Linked DNA regions of Zea mays: all the other regions are linked to region 2. Evidence: chromatin contacts called from public Hi-C data. All regions are on one chromosome and are shown on one strand. The core of a region is the stretch at or near the end of the contact, and the rest is flanking DNA. Distances in the headings are between cores, read along the strand shown.

Region 1 (3,248 bases), core at 725-3,224, 430 kb before region 2:
AGCAGGGAAGACATGTCACTCATCCAGCCTTAGAAAAGTGTTCACAACTTTGGCATTCTGAAACCTAGTTGATAGTGTTTCTGCTTTACAGTGGATTAGGGAGCAGGGAGGATGCCACTTCAAAGCTATGTTACAATTACATTACCACAGCAAAAGTTTCAAAAACAAACACAAAAATGCCCAAAAAAAAACTAGCACAAGCTGCTAGAGATGAATAAGAATAGCAACAACCACAAAAGGTGGATAACATGGAGAATTGTGACACATTATTGGTGGATCATGATCGGTACGGTGTGTGAACATGAAGTCACTGGCTTCTATTGGCAACGGACCCATGGCCTGCCAGCCCACCAGTGAATGGAGTGTTGAGAAGAAACCAGTCAGTACTAGCAAAAGGAACAGGTCCATCTAATATTTCAGTAAACTACTCCCCTCGTTCTAAATTATAAGACATTTGTCTTTTTTAGATACATTCCTTTTACCATGTATATAGACATAGTGTATACCTAAGTGCATAGCAAAAGTTATGTACCTAAAAATGCCAAAACATTTTATAATTTGAAATGGAGGAAGTAATAGCTAAAAATAGAAGGCAATAGCATAAAAAGATGCTTTCAGATGGACTTTACAAGTTTTGGATTTTGAAATTATGTTACAAGACGTCTATTGAGCCCCAAATGTACAGTACTATCATTCTATTTAGGATGAGTTGGACCAATGTGATCTGCTACTAACCCCAAAAAATGAAAACTTTGGATGGAACAAAACTAGAAAATCTGTGCTTAAACAAGCATCCAACCAGTTCTTAGATACACAGCCTCAACAATAAACAGTGATCCCAGATATCAAGTAGAACAATCTATGCTTTATACCATATCATGCTAGCTTATCATCATCAGTTGATCGTATCAATAAAATGTACATGCTACAAGGTCAAAAGATAATAGAATCACTGTCTAAATAGTCTTAAATTTTCCTTAGTCCAATGTGCAGCGCAGAAAATGATGCCATGTGAAATCTAGTAGAATGATAAAAATACCAGAAACTGAAGAAAGAATGGTTAAAAAAACAAATGGCGAATCGCCTCTACAAAAAAAAGATAATGAGTATTTATCATTTTTTTTAAAAAAAAACTGCAAGTTATCTGTGGTCTATCTATAGGACTGCTAAACTGGCATGGAACTCTAGCAGTTTTTAGTCGATGAAAACTCCCAAGGTGACAAGCACCCAAGTACAAGAGTCCCGAGAAAACATTTGAACTCTCCATCACAACCGCCCACGCCTACAATATACCGTGCAAAACAATAATTGCCTTAAAAGTGCTAAAATGCAGGTACATGCCTCCGTTGGTCTTTTCAACTGAGCCTTAAGACTAAGCAATGACTAGTGGCAGACCAAGTAAATGTGATGTCAAAGCAAGATCCGAATTGATCTGGTAAGGGTTACACGGATCAAAACTCAGCCCCGATTTCCAAGCCACCAAATCAAGAGTAAAATCAACTGCAGTCGACCAACGGATCTCACGCTAGATTAAACAGCAGACGGCACCCGCTGGCAGAGCACCGAAGAAAACCCAACGGATTACATGAGGGAGAAGTGCGTCACGGGAGCTCACGATGTTGTTATTGAGCTGATCGAGATCCAGGCACTTGACCGCGACAACACCCTTAGTCGGGAGGAAGATCGCGCGGTACACGACGGCGTGCGCACCGTACCCCACCTCCTCCATCAACCGGTAGTCGGCGGGATTCACAGAGAAGGACGGCGGCCCCGCGGCAGCACCCGCGGCGCCCGAAAACGCCGAGCGCCTCACGCTACCGTTCCTCCCCATGGAACCCGAGGGCCGGAGGTAGCACCCGCCGCGTTATTCCGGCGCAACAGACGGAGCTAGACTCACCCCCCAACGGAGCCGCCTGCCACCGGGGCGTTGACCAGTGTCCCGCGCAGTCGCGCGTGGACGGTGAGAAAGAGAGAGGGGACAGGGGAGAGGGGAGGAGGGAGGGAGCCAGGGAGGAAGAAGAGGAGATAGCGAACGGAAGGACGTTTGGGAAACGAGGTCGTAAAAAGGGCTGAAATTAATTATTTCGTCGGTGACGTGGCGGGGCCGCGGGGGCGAGGCAAGAGGTGCGGTGCGGGACCGACTTGCGGCGATGTGCTGGTAGACAGAAACTCAGAAAGTATGGCTCCTGACAAGTGGGCTCCTGTACTGATGGGTCCTGTTAGCAGAGGCCAGAGGGGCACAACGCGGGAGACTTCAAGAGAGGCGCGTGTCGCCGCCTCCGATGCTGATCATAGATTGGGATTGTCTGAGGAAAGCAGTTGTACGATTTGTCAGCGTTAGTTCAATTTAGGAAGCGAATGTTCTTTAACGAGAATGACTTACGTCAAAAAAGATGTAACTTTATGGTATCCAATAGCTAAAATAAAATTCACTAGTCACTTAGATCTAAAGATCTATATTTTAGTCGTTTTAACTCTTTCTGTTTAAATCTTTAACTTCTAAATGACTAAACTTTAGTCAGTTTTATTTTAGCTACTGTGATAAAAAAACCTTAGATTCAGATTTTGAATAAAATATATTTAAATTAGTTGGTAAAATATATTAGTATTTATAAGTCTAAATAGATATATTATAAAAACATATTCTATGATTAATAAAAAACTATTTATTATACACATTTACACATTTGTCCACTTCAAAAGTTTGGATGGCACATTATCTTTAGAACTAAGGTGGTGTTTGGTTCCCTATGGATTTTAAGAAGTTGGATACTACACGAAATTCATTATAAATCCTATTATCAACTTATGTTGAGATTGTGAGATTGGTTTTCTCACTTGGTCTCTCACCCCTTTTCCTGATGATGAGGGAGTTCCTACAGATGACTTCGCCACTTAGCCTGAGGCACATCCAGCTCAACAGATGCCACCTTCTCCACCTCCTCATCAGCAAGGACAGTACTGGCGGCTCGCACATGGTTATTTTGATTCGTATTTTTAGCAGATGTGGCATGGACTCTAGACTCATATGGATAGACGATTTCAGAGCATGATGACACATGTGGATGGCCGCTTTGATGCTATGCGGTGGCCAATATTCTGTTCTACACAATAAATTCTCCAATGTTGACACCCAGCTGGATGGGGTCCATTCACAGTTTGTTGATCTTCGCACTCATATTCAAGATACTATGCATGATCTCATTATGAGCGGAATAAACAACATGCAACAAAGCTTTTGAGACAAT
Region 2 (3,127 bases), core at 556-3,055:
GTTAGTTTGTTCTTATTCTGCCTTTATTAGTTGGTGTGCACAGCCTGCAAGTGAGTTTTGAGAGAGAGAGGTATGTATGTGTAGTGAGAGAGAAACAGAGGAGACAGAGAATCGTCAGAAGCTTTTCCATCGCTCGCTAGCTGGCCTGTCTACCTCTTGGGTTTAATTTTTATTTTAAAAAGGTGACGCTAGTTCGTTAAGTTTATTGCAGATATCAAGCGAGGTGATGTTTCTAAGCAACACTTTCCACCAGTACGATGTTCTTGGCACGTCAAAATCTTGCGACAGATACGTAGTTTTTTTTTTTGTTTTTCCTCCCAAACAGCAGCTCTCAGTCTCAGGTTCTGAACGCCGCCCCGAATTTACCCAGCTCGACATATATATATGGCAACATGCAAACATACCGATACTTCTATATATATACAGAGGTAACATATATGGCAACATCTTACACAAGGAAAAAAATTATCACGGATTTAACACCCTTCTTCTATGACCAGAAATAGAAGGTATCCCAGCGATTTTAGAACCAAATAACGAGCGTGGTGAAAGGTTAACATACTATAGTACTCATTAATTATTTAGTCCTGTTATTGACTTTATTAATTATCTAGTGTGCGTAATTTAAAAAAGACTACGTATTTCATTGATTCCAGTTACCAATTTACATTGGGCCATTCTGGACAAGATCGTGTTTAAAGGACATTTACATTGGGTGATTCTGGACAAGATCGTGTTTAAAGGGCATTTACATTGGGCTTGTTTGACAGGACTCCGCCTCCTCTGAAAATTGAAAATGGCTCTGGCTCTAACTTTTTTTATAGGAGCTGTTCCTCCATTAGAGCCGCCGTTTTTTTTGCAAATTATTTGGAACAGCTCTCCACAGTCACGCAGATGGCCAGACCGCAAGCCCACAGCCGCTGACTGCTGCTTGCTTGTTTCCGCGTATTGTCATCTTTGAAGGAAGATGACCACTCGTCCACTCGCCTCTGGAGACAAGCAGAAAGGTTCTGGAGACAAGAAGAATGGTTGCACGGGCACATATGGAGCTGCTCGGAGCCACTTTTTACGGCTCTCGCTCGGGCACCTAAATTAGCTCCGGCAAGGAGTCAGAGCTGTCCGGGAAGCACTAAGTCTAGGCTAGTTCCAAACATTTGGTGGCTTACACCGTGGAATATGGAAATGGAACGTAATTAACGTGACGCGGTAGCTCACATCTGCATTTAATAAATACAACAAATTCAGCCATTTATCAGCTGTTCTGGATTTTAAAAGCTCGGGTGGCAGCATATCTGCATGGTAAAAGGAAAAAAATGATCAGCTCCATGTATTCTTTTATACCGTAGCCAGGACGAAGCCGGCTCAAAAATAACCCTGAGTGTGACTATATATCAAACGTAAAAAATATACAGTTTGAAAATAAACACACGATAGATTTAAGATAGTTATTAACAATATTTTATATTATCCATGTGCCCGTGCATCAGAGAAAACTAACGTCGCTTCGGCCCTTTGTAGCAGTCAGTACTCGGTGATATATATAGATAGATAGATTATAGATATAGATATATATACCTTGGGGGAAAACGGGTCTGCGGGGATACGCGCGTCCTAATTAGCCAGCCAATTAATTGATACTTCATACAAATAAATATTCGTTGATCAGTCGGATCATCTATATTTATGTGTGCCAGTATATGTTCCGAGTGAACAGTGGCCGCGTCGTGTCACGTGTACTTGCCCCACCCCCAGTCCCCAGTCCTCACCATGCCTTCGCCGCGCCGCTTTCCAGTACCACCACCCCTATATTCGTAGCGCCCATCCCACCGAGCGCCACACGGCCGCCAGCCAGACGACGTTGTTGCCGTCGCCTCGCATCCCAGTCCCAGCGAGCCGCCGCCCGGAGAGCAGAGACTGAGAAACAGAGATCGCATGGCGCGCTCCCTCGTCCTCGTGGCCACGCTCACCGGTAAGCCTGCCCGTCGCGCGGCCGCCACGGCATTCATACATGCATGCACGCATTCGTTCACTCATCATCCGATCCGGGTATCTGATCTCCGCGCGCTGGCTTTGCATGCAGCGGTCCTACTGGCGGCGGCGCCTCCTCCGACGCGGGCGGCGTGGGTGGAGTCGGACTACCCGTCGAGCGTGCCGTGCGGGGTGACCATCCCCGTGGAGCAGTGCGACCCGGCGGTCACGGCGGCGAACGCCGCGTGCCGGGACATGTGCCACTACGGGGGCCGGCGAGGCGGGCGGTGCGTGTCCCCGGGCCGGCTCGCGCTGGTGCAGGGATGCCATTGCAGGTGCTAGCTCGCCGGCCCGGGCGGCCGCCAACGCGCGTGACGTGACGGGCGGCGGCCGGGCCGGGGCAGGGGGGACGCAGTGCCTTCCCCGTGGGAAATAACAGGCCTGCATGACGGCGTGCGGATAGCAGTGTGACCTAATCGTATCTAGCTCTGTTTGTTGATGCTGTGATCTGTTGACTTGGTACAATGCTACAGCACGCAATGTGTTTTGTCCTGCACGTTCTGTTTCCAATTCTTCGCTATTTTCTCTTTAGCAAATTGCATGTTCCGGCTGCTGCCAGTGGGCGAGCAGTATCGACATGCACTGGTTATTTGCTAGTGCGGCGACTGCGTAATAGATCAAAGGCGAATGAACACATTTTCACACAGTTCACCAACGAGTCGAGACAAACAGAGGCAACCTACCGGCCTTCGTTGGAATGCGACTAACCTTCCAGAGGTCCGTAGTATCTGTCTGGAGAGTGCTTACTGTATAAGCCTGTTCTCTGATTATCGCAGTACGTGTTCTCTAATCATCACTGTATAGCCTTACCAAGCGAGGATATGGAGCAAGTTTGTGTGACTTGCCTGGGTACCTTGGGCCTTGAACAGCCGTGTGTTTCCTTCCCTGCTTGAGAGAGCCAAATCGGCGCACGTTACTCGCGCCAGCAATCTTTCTCACAAAACCCATCACAAAATTTGCCTGGTGTAAGTTGTTCATACTAGCACGAGCGCTGCTTTGCTGGCAGCGTACGAAAGGAGAAGCTACGCTGCTTATTCCCCGGCAGAGAATACCACACCTCAGAAACAGTTGTATGCCTGCCAGGCAAGGTTTACAAATC
Region 3 (2,996 bases), core at 344-2,843, 420 kb after region 2:
ACACTTCAACACCCAACTCTTCAGCTTTTGTGGCCATCCAACGCACCAATTGGCTCAAGCTGGACACAATTAATTTTTCAGCAAAGCCTGACCCTCTAGAACATGAGGAATGTCGACTTCCAGAAGATGAACACAGCAAAATGTTGGCACCTGATCACGTAGTTTCCTTTGTTGTCAAATGGAGATGGTAGTGTCCAAGCTTGGTTCTTCGTTAACAGCCAGAACTTGTCAGATGAAACAGGAACTCTGATTGGAGACTGTCAAACACAACATAACCACATTACAAAAAATAGCTCATTACATGGTTTCCGATCTGCATTCCTGACAAGAAAATGATTAAAGTAACACGCATACAGCAAGACAAATGTATTCAACAAAATGTACTCCATTGTGCGATCCAAATTCTCATAAGGTTTGGATTTCTAATAAAAATCGAAAGTACAGTCATAGAGACTAGTAACTGGAATTGTTGTATACCTGAATTGAAACTAAATAAAAATAGTCACGGTCAGTTGAATGAATCTAAGTCAAATGTGAAGTGAATGAACCACAAGCTCACAGAGGCACATGTAATGCTTGGTTTGTATATGCAGGAGAAATTATTCTAAGGGGGTGTTTGAATGTACTAGAGCCAATAATTAGTTGGCTAAAAATTGCTAGTGAAATTAGCTAGCTAACTATTAACTAATTTACTAAAAATAGCTAATAATTGAACTATTAGCTAGGATGTTTGGGTGTCTCCAGCTTATTTTAGTCACTAAGTATTAGGGGCCCCTTTGGTAGGGCTTATTTTTCAGCTTCGGCTCTGGCTCATGCAAAAGTTGTGTCAAACACCTCTTTTTCAAATGGCTTCACCAGTGAAGTGCTTTTCCAAAATGAACTAGAGGGCATGAGCCAAAAAAAGTGGCTCACCCGGCTTCAGCTCACGTCATTTTTGCACAATAGCCCTCCCACCAGTCCAAATTATTATTTTTTGGTCCTGCCCTCAATCCCTAGCCACGTACAGAAGAGATATACATATACAAGGGTCTTTCTGAAAAACAACCTATAAGCCGTTTTGCCAAATGATTTTTTAGAATAGCTTTGGCTCATTTAAAGAAGTGGTTTCACATCGTGAGCCAGAGCCAAAGCTGTTTTTGGAGAAGCCAGAGCCCTGCCAAAGGGCCCTAGCTCTAATGCATTCAAACACCCCTAGGTAAATAAACTCGTCACAGTTCAGAATCAGAAGACAGAAATGCGTACATCCTCTTGCCTCCACTTGGGAATGAGCTCGTCCAAGGCTCGGGGCTCAAACACATTCCCCGACAGCACATGAGCACCTGCAGCGCAACCAGAAATTTGGCCAAATCAGATGACGGAGAGCACATAGCTGCTCCTGAAGAAATGAAGGGAAGCGTGTTATGCGAGGCGCGCACCGACTTCGGAGCCCTTCTCCAGGACGCATACGGAGAGGTCGGTGTCAGCAGCGCGGCAGAGCTGCTTCAGCCGGATCGCCGCGGCGAGCCCCGCGGGCCCTGCGCCCACGATCACCACGTCGTAGCTCAGCGCCTCCCGCCCGCTGCAGAGCCACCTAGTGGCGCCCCAGCCAGGAGCCAGGGGTCCGCGGGGAGGAGGGGGTGATGCCCTCGCCGCCGACGACGACAGCGCTCGCCTTGTCGCAGCCGCGGCTATCCGGATGGCTCGTTGCATTGCTCTCTCCTGCTCGGGAGCCCAAGGTATTCTGGGATTTTTGGAGAAGGAGGGGTCTGGCCATCCGAAGAAGGCCGGGAAGACACGGGAGTATGGGGCAGGGCCGCAGGGGAATGGCAGTTTGTTGAGTTTTTTTTTTCGAAGATTAGATGAGATCGCTGAGGTGGACCGACCATCGGCGTGGCCGCGTGGGGTGTGTTTGGTCCTCACTGAAGCGTAGTCGTTATTGTTACCCTTTGCTACTAGTGTAGTCTAAAGGCTTCTTGATTAGAAATAGAATCAGAAACACAGGAGACACAAATATATAAGAGAAACTGTTATTCTGAGTCATGTATTTAGCTCACTGGTTACAATAAATAGTGGTGTCCTCCTCTATATATATATAGTATAAAGTTAGGATTTCGGCTAGCTAGGTCACATAGGCCTTTGGGACCCAAACTGGTTTCTTAACACTCCCTCTTGGCCCTTGTTGGGACTTATTCTCAAATGCTATAAATTAAGAACAAGGCAACACAAAGAATAGATTAAAGGTTAACGTTTTTCGTCCTTCGAAGCATTATTTCCCTTAGGATATAACGATCTTCGGACGAAGGTTATGAAGGACATACCTTCATAAATATGACATGTATAAATAGAGGATGAAGCTTATGAAACATAGGAAAACAACATAAACAATTATATGACATCATAATATAAGTATCTATTATTAAATAATCATGAGTACATGAGAGCAATATCAAATTACATTTGTACCTTGAGCTTGACAGAAGGCAAAGGTAAAAGTAAGATGCGAAAGTGTGAACAGTACGGGGTACTGTTCACATATTTATAGACACAGGGCGCAGCCTGTGTGAATTTACATTCATGTCCTCTACAAATGATTACAATCATAACACAGGTTATCATGGGCCGATTGGTCATTTCATCTTTAAGTCGGTGCATCTAGAAGTACGCTACGAAGCTCCCTAATTGGTAGCTTCGGCATTGTTCCTGTTCTGGCCTTCCGAAGGTGTTTCTTCTCATAGGACCTTTGGCGACGAAGCAGACCCCCAACAGTAGCCCCTTCACGGTGCCAGATCGTTTTTCGTAACGAGCTCGACCCGTGAAAAATTCTTTTAGGCTTCGGAATGCCGAAAGTCCGAAAAACACCTTCCCTGAGCTCATTGTCGAGAAACGATTTAAATATTTCGAGTGTGAGGTGGTCCCACCATAGGACGGGTACACACGATCTGGTGATTCTCCTCGCGCCCTGCGGTCCACCGTTCAGTGAATGCGAGCGACTGTTCGGCGGGTGCAGGTGGCTTGAT
Region 4 (2,919 bases), core at 156-2,655, 290 kb after region 2:
GTTCTGAATTTTAGAACCATGTGAAATGAAGGCCAACACTAACTTAAGCGGGGAATGATATAATTGGGGTGGTTAACTTAATTAATCATCCAGATTTTTATGCCTAATCATTGAAAAGGGCCACATGAGCATTTATTATTACCTGGAAAGTGAGGGATTAACCACAACATGCCAATGCATGGCCATTTTTATACTCCCCTGCTCCACTTTGGCACGCATCTAGCCCCACGCTTTGCACATGACTCATGGGCCCGGTGGATGCTTTGGTCCCACAAGCCAGTGGCGTTATCCTTCACGTCACTTTGGTGGGGTGGATTTGGGGTGTGGGGGGATTGGGGGTCCGCGTTAATCGCCGTGCACGTTCTGCACCTCTTTCGCTCTCCGGGAGGGCCCACATTACAGCTGTTATAATGTGGTCTTGTCTGCCTCATCACAGCCCTATACTGCCTTTATAGTATCTGTTTTGTTTTCTTTCTACTCTAACTAGTTTTGTTTTGTATGTATAATTGTTAAAGTTTATTTGCTATTTTATCTCATCTGTGGATTTTCGTCTACAAAATGAACCTTGGGTCAAGGTAATTTGTTTTGATGCCCCCCTGATTGCTCTAACGGGGCGTTTGGATCCCTTCATTTTAAAGGAATTGGAATTCACTCAATAAAGTAACTTATTTAGTTTCGAATTTGGCATTCCACCACTTTCCAAAGTTCAGATATAAGCCTATCTAAAATTCATAGGGTGGAGGATAGGAAATGATTTTATGCATGATTAGAATTTGTTTCTAATCTGTAACTTACATGACACTCTTCGTTCTACTCCTCTATAATAAAAATGTAGCACATAAATATCTAGGACATCTTGCTAATAATAGTATACAAATATATTTTGTATAAAAATGAATTAGCTTAATTGATATATGCATAAATTACTATTATTAGAATGGAATTCAATTCCAGTGATCCAAACGGGGCGTAATAGTCGTTGCACCTTAGGTTAGTTGCCACCACATAGAGCAGCTAGTTAGTATTATATTCTTTGTAAATATGCATAACTTTTATTGTATATTTACCGGATGTTATTATACGTATAGTTACCATGGGCACAAGATAACATCCAAAAATTACTGTATTTCAAGCCCAGTAATAATCTTATGCATAACAAATGACTACCGCGTATTAGTATGTAGCAAAATAACTAAGATGATCACAGAATCCAACATATTCCTTCATGGGGATTGAGGTAGGGGAGTTCTGTAGAGAGGGTATTTGTGCCCCTCTCCCTTTTATTACAAGCCTCCCCCATCTCTCTCACCCCTTTCTCACTCATCCCACAGTTTCCAGCACTCCCTCCCTGTCTCTCCTGCCTCACATGCTTCTCTCTCTACCATTTTTTGCCCCACACTCCTCTCCCTCTCTCCTCTGTCCTTTTGGTTTTTTACTAATAAGTTGTATTAGGCAGGGAGGTAAAGCCCCCCTGACAGCGCAGCATCTTGTTTGTTTTATCTCCCACATCATCCCTCTCATCATCTTCTGCACACCTCTCCATCTTTCTATCTCTCTCCTGCAGCAGTACTCAACATTTCTCAACTTTCATCTTCTCTCTCCTTCACCCTACATACCCCCATCGTCTTCCTTACCCTCATCACAGATATCATATTCTCCTCATCTTTCTCTCTCCCATCCTCCCTATTATTTATTGGAGGCTACTTATTGATGGTATCTTAATTATTTTTCCTCTCATCTTCCTCCTCTTGAAGGAGTACATTTTATTTTTGCCAGCGTTCCTGTAGTACTATTAGTGCTTCCTCCCCCTTCTTCTTCTCTGGCTACTTCCTTCTTCTGCATCTCTTTCCCTTCCCCCCCCCCCCCCCCCCCCCCCCTCTCTGGCCTCCTTCCCTTCTCCATACTCTTATCCCTCTGAGGTCCGTCTCTCCTCTTCCCAGTTGTCCTTGCCTCCCACCTTTTTCACCTACCCCTCATGTACTGATCGTCTCACGACCTCCATTCCCCCGTGGTAACACCGGGCGACGTGCACAAGTGCGCGTGTGCGGGAGCAGGTGCTGTTAGCATGCAACAGCAGCAGCACGGGGGAGGAGGCGGCGGGGCAAGCGGTGGAGGCCCAGCGCAGCAGTTCGGCGCACAGCAGGTGGAGATGCCGCCGCCATTCTCGCCGGCCGGCGGCGCCGGGCAGCGGATCTCGCTGGCGGAGGCGCCGTCGCCCATCAGCAGCCGGCCGCCGGCATCGACGCCGGCGAAGCAGTACGACGAGCTCGGCGCGTCCGGCGCCGGCGCCGTGGGCTTCGACGCCGAGGGCCTGGCCGCCGCAGCAGCTGGCGAGGAGGGCGCCAGCGGCGGCTCGGCGGGCAACCGGTGGCCGCGGCAGGAGACGCTGGAGCTGCTCAAGATCCGGTCCGACATGGACGCCGCCTTCCGGGACGCCACCCTCAAGGGTCCCCTCTGGGAGCAGGTCTCCAGGTACGTAACTAGCTAGCTGAATCGCTCGCCACGCCGTACGTCGTCCCGGCGCGCCTCCGCAACGGAATTCTCGTCGGCGGGATGCTGCATGAAATCTCGTCGGCCTTCCGGGACCGGCCCCTGGCGCCGATTTGGTTAGCAGGCCCAGTTAATTAACTACTACTTACCCGGCTAAAGAACACTTCTTTTGTGCTTTTTTCCTTACCCATCCTTCACGAGAACAGTGGCTTTTTCCATTTTAAAATAGCTCGATATCGCTCTCCTTCCCCACTTTTCCAGAAAAAGAAATCCGCTCTGGTGTTTTACCAATCTCTTCGTCTCTCCGATAGGCAGCACTAGACACGAGCAGCAATATTGTTCAGATCCAAAGGCATCGATCCCAAACTTTATCTATTTGGCCTCTGAATTTCTCGCAAAAAAATGGGAATTTTTATTCGCAGTTTCTTC

What was found. A called contact is a pair of places that touch in the nucleus more often than the background predicts.
Region 1: a contact with region 2 is called in a Hi-C map of leaf, with 6 times the contacts expected there. The contact joins the promoter of LOC100192473 here to the promoter of LOC100274911 in region 2. A contact is called at or near these places in 2 of 25 Hi-C or Micro-C datasets (leaf and tassel).
Region 3: a Hi-C map of root tip shows a contact between it and region 2, with 9 times the contacts expected there. The contact joins the promoter of LOC100280392 here to the promoter of LOC100274911 in region 2. A contact is called at or near these places in 7 of 25 Hi-C or Micro-C datasets (bundle sheath, ear, leaf and 2 more).
Region 4: a Hi-C map of bundle sheath shows a contact between it and region 2, with 5 times the contacts expected there. The contact joins the promoter of LOC109943509 here to the promoter of LOC100274911 in region 2. A contact is called at or near these places in 9 of 25 Hi-C or Micro-C datasets (bundle sheath, ear, leaf and 3 more) and 1 of 3 datasets of contacts at active chromatin or transcription factors (leaf).

What each region holds. Positions count from the first base shown.
Region 1 is chr1:228,338,471-228,341,718 of Zm-B73-REFERENCE-NAM-5.0, forward strand. It overlaps LOC100192473, which reads right to left and starts at 1,975. Exons shown (of 22, transcript NM_001137693.1): 1 at 1,616-1,975. The coding sequence starts at 1,831.
Region 2 is chr1:228,773,514-228,776,640 of Zm-B73-REFERENCE-NAM-5.0, forward strand. LOC100274911 reads left to right here and starts at 1,806. Exons shown (of 2, transcript NM_001331225.1): 1 at 1,806-1,969; 2 at 2,081-2,524. The coding sequence starts at 1,933. The coding sequence ends at 2,310. It overlaps LOC103643367 (sphingoid long-chain bases kinase 1), which reads right to left. Exons shown (of 9, transcript XM_008666530.3): 9 at 3,037-3,127. LOC103643366 reads left to right here. Exons shown (of 2, transcript XM_023301333.1): 2 at 1-236.
Region 3 is chr1:229,196,356-229,199,351 of Zm-B73-REFERENCE-NAM-5.0, forward strand. It overlaps LOC100280392 (Electron transfer flavoprotein-ubiquinone oxidoreductase mitochondrial), which reads right to left and starts at 1,594. Exons shown (of 18, transcript NM_001153316.1): 1 at 1,416-1,594; 2 at 1,243-1,319; 3 at 151-257; 4 at 1-59. The coding sequence starts at 37.
Region 4 is chr1:229,063,419-229,066,337 of Zm-B73-REFERENCE-NAM-5.0, forward strand. It overlaps LOC109943509 (trihelix transcription factor GTL1), which reads left to right and starts at 1,406. Exons shown (of 3, transcript XM_020546729.3): 1 at 1,406-2,472. The coding sequence starts at 2,066.